Regions from separate parts of the Mus musculus genome. Here region 2 is linked to region 1. The links are chromatin contacts, called in public ChIA-PET maps. All regions are on one chromosome and are shown on one strand. The core of a region is the stretch at or near the end of the contact, and the rest is flanking DNA. Distances in the headings are between cores, read along the strand shown.

What was found. ChIA-PET counts read pairs in DNA pulled down with a chosen protein or histone mark.
Region 2: a contact with region 1 is called in an RNA polymerase II ChIA-PET map of effector CD8 T cells, with 186 read pairs. The contact joins the enhancer-like site here to the promoter of Tmem42 in region 1. A contact is called at or near these places in 1 of 39 promoter capture datasets (macrophages), 14 of 484 Hi-C or Micro-C datasets (CD4 T cells, CD8 T cells, the G1E-ER4 cell line and 9 more), 3 of 115 datasets of contacts at active chromatin or transcription factors (the 230-238 cell line, effector CD8 T cells and embryonic stem cells) and 4 of 9 other capture datasets (adipose tissue, embryonic stem cells, liver and 1 more).

What each region holds. Positions count from the first base shown.
Region 1 is chr9:123,019,739-123,022,755 of GRCm38.p6, forward strand. Tmem42 (transmembrane protein 42) reads left to right here and starts at 1,588. Exons shown (of 3, transcript NM_025339.4): 1 at 1,588-1,832; 2 at 2,428-2,574. The coding sequence starts at 1,641.
Region 2 is chr9:123,086,208-123,089,337 of GRCm38.p6, forward strand. It overlaps Zdhhc3 (zinc finger, DHHC domain containing 3), which reads right to left. Exons shown (of 7, transcript NM_001372538.1): 3 at 2,825-2,949. Among named protein-coding and RNA genes, the nearest start is that of Zdhhc3, 25 kb to the right of the region's middle. Within about 2 kb of position 1,539, at least 45 of the 459 cell types and tissues checked have an H3K27ac peak or open chromatin away from gene starts, as enhancers often do. A contact at or near this core is called in CD8 T cells, Th2 cells, effector CD8 T cells and 1 more, where this site is marked.

The DNA of each region.
Region 1 (3,017 bases), core at 338-2,837:
TCAGTTGTTGCCACACACTATCTCCATTATTAAGTGGAATAGTACAGTGAGTACCCTTGAGTCTCAACTTCCTTATCTGCAAATTGGAGTGGTTTATACCACATAGGACTAATTGGGATAATCTATTCTTTTTATTTAAAATTTAATTTTATGTATTAATGTGTATCTGTGTTCAGGTGTATATATATGTACATGAGGATAGGTGCCTTTGGAGGCCAGAAAATAGTGGAACCCCTGGAGGTATGAGGTTGGGAGGCACTTGTGGGAAGGTTGCAAGCTGCCTAACTGCTAAGCAATCTCTCCAAACCCCAGTAATCCATCCTTTTATTTCATCCACAAAACCACCCGCATGAGAAGCAAGGTAGCATGTAAGAATGTCCATGAAAAAGCTCTTTAACAGGGAATAAAGTGTTTCTTCCAAGCCCCATACATTAAATATTATTTGTATTTTATATATCAACAAAACAAGTTTTGCTGTGTAGCCCTGGCTATGTAGAGCTATTTAGAGCAGGCTGTTCTCGGACTCACAGAGATCCACTTGCCTCTGCTTCCTCATGTGTACCAACCACCACACTTAGCTCACGTTATACACTTCTACAGCTCTCCTTTAAGGAAATGTATCCCTAACATATATCCATACACACTGCCATTGACTGAATTCAGGATTTTTCATGTATTATGGAAGCACTGAGCTATAACCCCAACTCTCCTTTATTACAAAAACAAAAACTTTTTGAGAGTCTCAAAAAGTCCTTGGCTTGCTTAGTACCTCTCTGTTGGTCAGGCTGGCCTCAAACTCAGTAATTCTACCTCAGCTTCAGAAGTGCTAGGATTACGGGTGTGTGCCACCATGCCTGGCTGCCAGCCCTCTCAAGTGAGACAATGTCTCCCTAAGTTGCTCAGGATGACCATTAACTGCCTCAGCATCCTAAGCATCTGGAATTACCGACAGTAGATGACATTTTACGGTTTGTTTGGGTTTTTTTTTTTTTTGGTTGTTTTTTCAATTTTTTTGTCGTTCTCAATTACTTTACACGAACTTAGAAGTGACTGTGCTTCTGATGGTCCAGGCAGAACAAACGTTTTCCCAAACAACGTTCTGTCTCAAGCGGCCGGTCTCCAGATCCATCATCTCCTGCGTCCACGAGGGAGCAGAGGTGCTTTGAAGGTGCAGCTTGGCTTCAGGATTAGCATGTTAGGTGCGCATCCATGTAAAGTGGCAGACCTCCCCGTCTTCTCAGAAGCAGGTTCCCCTTGACTGCAGGGCTCTTTCAGAAACAAGGTTACTTCCGCCGCAGGTTCTCCTCGGAGATAAACTCCCCTCCTCCCCAAGTTCACGTCAGCAGATTCCTCTCTCACAGTAGGTACCTCTCGGTAGCACGCTTCCTTCAGTGGCGCACGGTCCTCGCTACCGGATTCCCATCCCCCAGGTTCGCCGGAGCCGCAGGCTCTCCTTAGTCGCGGGTTTGCACACGCTGCAGGGTATGGGCTCCAGATTCCTTTCATTTGTAGGCTCGGCTCGGCTCGGCTCCGGACTCCACTGCAGCAGATTCGCCTCACTCGCCTGGCTCCGCCCTAGCCGGGCTCACGGCGGGTGGCGGCGTGCGTGGCAGTCGGCCGTGGCGGGCGCAGCGGGCCTCATGGCGGCCGGTCCGCAGTCCTCGGGTGCCGCCGTGTCTGCGGCCGCTTACCCTGACTCACCCGTGGAGTTACCCGCTCGCCTACAGAAAGGCGCGATGCGGCGCCGCTTCTGGGGCGTGTTCAACTGTCTGTGCGCCGGGGCGTTCGGGGCTCTGGCCGCCGCCGCCGCCAAGCTGGCCTTCGGGAGCCAGGTGCAGCCCGGGGCGCCACGCGGGGGCGGGGCGGGGGGAGGGCGGGGCGGGGGGAGGGCGGGGCGGGGGGAGGGCGGGGCGGGGGAGGGCGGGGCGGGGCGGGGAGGAGGGCGGCTTAACCTGGGTTCCCGCCTGCGCCCATGTTGGACCACCTGGTTTTAGGCACTGCCTCCTGGGGGAGGACCTCGAAGCCCACCTCTCAGTTTAAGTCCCCTTGCCATAGCTTTTTTAGCACGTGACACCTAAGGTGAGATAACCGGTTGCCCATCTCTTCCTGTCCTTGGCAAGAGTTCGGACTGAGCGCCTGCGGAGCTTCTGCATCAGAGAATTCGATCCTGACCTGAACAGGGGACTGCTTGATATAGATTTCTGGCGACTTACAGTCCTTTTGTAAAGTCATATCTTTCCAGAAGGCTACTCAGCTACAAGAAATTTGAGGTCTTCGTGGAAGATAACCCTGCCCCCTGTCTGCAGGCAAATTCCTCTGCCTATCAGTCAGGGTCCGCATATGCTTTGTATGAGACGTGTAAACATCTCCCAGTCTTTCAAGGTTATGCCCATGGTGGTTGTAGCTCAGTGACACTTTCTCCTGCAGGTCAATATTGGCTTATGTGTCTTAGGCATCGTTGCCATGGCAAGCGCCAATTCTCTGATGTGGACCTTCTTTAGCCGGGGCCTCAGTTTCTCTATGTCTTCAGCCATTGCATCTGTCACAGTGACTTTCTCGAACATACTTTGCTCGGTGAGTAGCCTGGTGACCTTGTTCTTAGGGTTCTTGGTGAGTTAGTTGTCCTTGGGAAACCCCTGATTTTCCAGGCTCTAGAAAGGACAGGGAGTAAAACAAAAGTTGGGCTGTCTCCAGGCAAGGAACAGTTAAACATGGAAAACTTAGGAGTGAAACCTATGTCACTCTGGGATAACACCAGCTATCTCAATCAAGAACTCTAACATTAGCTATGGGGTCTAGGGGGTCTGGTCAAGGGAACCCAGTCTTGAATTGGAAGACAGCTTAACTTGGGTTTATGATTACTGGGTACTAGCTATGTCCGTACTGGCCCTACCTGCTAGCCTGCTGAGCCTCAGTGCTCAGCTGGGGTGGTAACCTCTTACGTCCACAGAGGAGACAGAAATACGTGGATTGATCATGAAGGTGGTTGCTGGATGCAAAGCACCAGACTTTGGCCT
Region 2 (3,130 bases), core at 289-2,788, 66 kb after region 1:
CCTAGTTGGGTCTGATCGTGACGGCAGGAGCTCACACAGATAAGAAGCAGGCAAGAGAATGGGTGGAACCCCAAGACAGCAAGGGAGAGACAGAGGGAGCTATGCTTTCACACATAGGATTTCATCACATACCTCACTATCTGAAAAAACTGTAGGCAAGGTAACAGCATCCCATACTCTAGATTAACACAGCTCAGAAGAGACAGTGTAGCCAAGGAAAGAACAGAACAGGGGTCCAAGGGCAGATCTCCATGTTGTGGCTGGACAAAGAAACAGGCCCTCCAAATCAGCCTAGGCCATCATCTTGTTCCTCAGGTGAGCACCAGGTCACAGGACAATGTATTTGGTGACGGTGGGGATTGGAAAACTAAGCAACTGGAGTCCGTCAGGGTTCTAGGAATCTGCTGAGGATTCAGCCTCAGTGTGTGTATGTGTGTGTGTTGGGAATGGGGGTTACAGGAAGCCTGGGGTGTTAGGCCCCGTCAAGCCCAGGCTTTGCCTTCCCTGGGAACGTATCATATAAGCCCAAGACCTTGGCTCTACAACAGCATAAACCCCTAAGGGATTCCACATGGTCTCTGGTCCTTATAAATGGGAGAATGAAACAGAATGAAAGCAGGAAGCTGGGTCTCAGAAGGGGCTAAGGTGTGCTGGGCAACCAGGTTAGACAAATACATGCTTTGAGGGAGCAGGGAAAGTGACTAGTCTGGGGTTGTAGGGCTTCTGCTAGGGGGAAAAGGCCTGCCTATAGATGCAGGGCTACAAGGCATACTCTAGACCAGTGGTTCTCGATCTGTGGGTCTCGACCTCTTAAAGGACCCTTTCACTAAAGTTTCATATCAAATATCTTGCATATCAGATAGTTACACATTACAATTCATAAGAGTACCAAAATTACAGTTATGAAGTAGCAACAAAAATAATTTTATGGCTGGGGTCACCACAACATGAGGAACTGTATTAAAGGGTCACAGTATTACCACAGTTGAGAACCACTGCCCTAGATGGAATGTTTTGTGTTTGGCTATGATCCCCACCAGAGTTCTGGGAATGTAGACAATATCTACTTCTACAGATTCTACCAGAAGCAGGGGAATACAGAAAGAGGTACAGGTGTGGAACTCTATCTGAAAATAAGACTAAGACAGACAGACAGACAGACAGACAGACAGACAGACAGACACACACACACACACACACACACACACACACACACACTTCTCTAACCAGGACCATATAGTAGCCTCTGAGCTAATAGGAGCTAATAGACCATCAACCTACCCAATATGTGTCATGTTCTGAATAGCCTGGGTGACCATACACTACTATAAAACAACAGCTGTCAGCACCCATTTTCTGGGGCAGACACAGGCAATCAGTGCCCTCACAAGGTTACTCTGAATCAGCAGTTCTTGCCTTGCTCTAACTGTTTACTGGCACTTAGATGCCCACTCTGGATGGTTTTGGGGTGGAGGTGAAGAGCTGGTGGTAGCTGAAGTAAAAAAGAGAACACCAGATAAGGAAAAGAAAAGCACCACTATGCTGCCGAGAAAGCTGTTTCCTGCAGTTAACTCTCCGGTTCCTGGCCTTTGTATCTAACCACCTTCACCACTATGGTGCCGAGAAAGCTGTTTCCTGCAGTTAACTCTCTGATTCCTGGCCTAGCCTTTGTATCTCTAACCACCTTCACTCACTGCTGGTCACTCATAGCTATTTACATTCAGTCCTCACAATGAGGAAGGGACTTGGCCTGAGAACTGCCCTGGATTTAAAACACTAACCTCTCCAGATTCAAAGTCAGGCCTCCAGGGTGGCAGAAAGGTAATAAATGCCATCTCAGTCACAAGAAGCAAGACACACACCTCAAAGGCAAGTTTAACCCAAGACGGAGCTCCTTAGGAAAAGCAGAGCTTACCCATCAAACACTCACAGCTGCCTCTGTGTAAATCAACTTCAAACTGGAGGACCTAGGTAAAGACTGAGCCCCATGAGGCTCTAGAGGCAGAATGGGCAGGATCCAGACCTATTCAAGTATCCACTTGCTATGTGACCTTAAAGCAGTCATTCAACACCATGAGGCTAGCTTCCCCATCCAGGGCATCACCCATCAGACAATCTCTTATCTCTAGGAGTGGCAATGAAGATAGAAATGAAATTGGTGATGATGAGAGAGAATAGACTAAGGAGTTGACTCAGGGTAGACTGAGGTGACTGACACATGAGTGACAGAAACAGATACTTTCACTGAGACTGCACAAGAAAGTCAGCTACTCAGCGATCTCTCACTTATTCTCAATCTCTCTCTGCAGTGCTTCAGGCGAGCAAAGCAATTTCCTCCAAACCCTTCTCACTTCAAACATATAGTGTGTTGTGGAGATAACCAAATGACACTATGGGTCTCTGTAATTTGTCATTTATAACTGTAATTCCTTCTTGTAATAAAGAAATGCAATTTTTAGCTCCACATCGCCTCATCAAGAAGACCCAAAGAACCTTGATGATACAAAGGGAACTCGCAAAACAGCTCAGAGGGAAAGTGGACTTCTGCTTAAGAGCTGTGCTTGTCACAAGCTCTGCAAGTGTTACTTCACGGAAGGTCTGAGCGGTGCCTTTGTCTCAAGTACTGGACACTCAGATTTGGCAGAGCTTTGAGTTATCAGGAAATCAGAGTCTCTCAATCTTACAGACACTCAAAGAGAGGTTTTATCAGGCATCCCTTGCCCACTCAAATGCCTTTTCCAACCTAGTGGTCACTCCTTGCCTGGGTGGGACACTCAGAAGTCAGTCCCAGTGCTGGCCTGGTGCTGTGGAAAGTCCACGGTACCTGCAGTGGTGTGCCCGGTCGGGCTTGATGCTGCAGCACTTGGGACACTTGTACACCACCTGCCCAGGCTTCAGCTGAAGGCTCTCGATGAACTCTTTAGTGGCATTTCCTTTGGGCACTGCCCCCTAAGAGAATAGGAAAGGCATCAGGGTCAGTTGTCACTCTGTTAGTGGAGGCAATTATGTCAAAGCCCCCACACACATGGGGTCTGTGTTCCAGATCACAACAGGCCACACTGACCTTGGGATTAATGTTTTGCTTTCATTAGTCAGCACTGTTTTTGTTGATCTATTCTTCCCCCCTGGG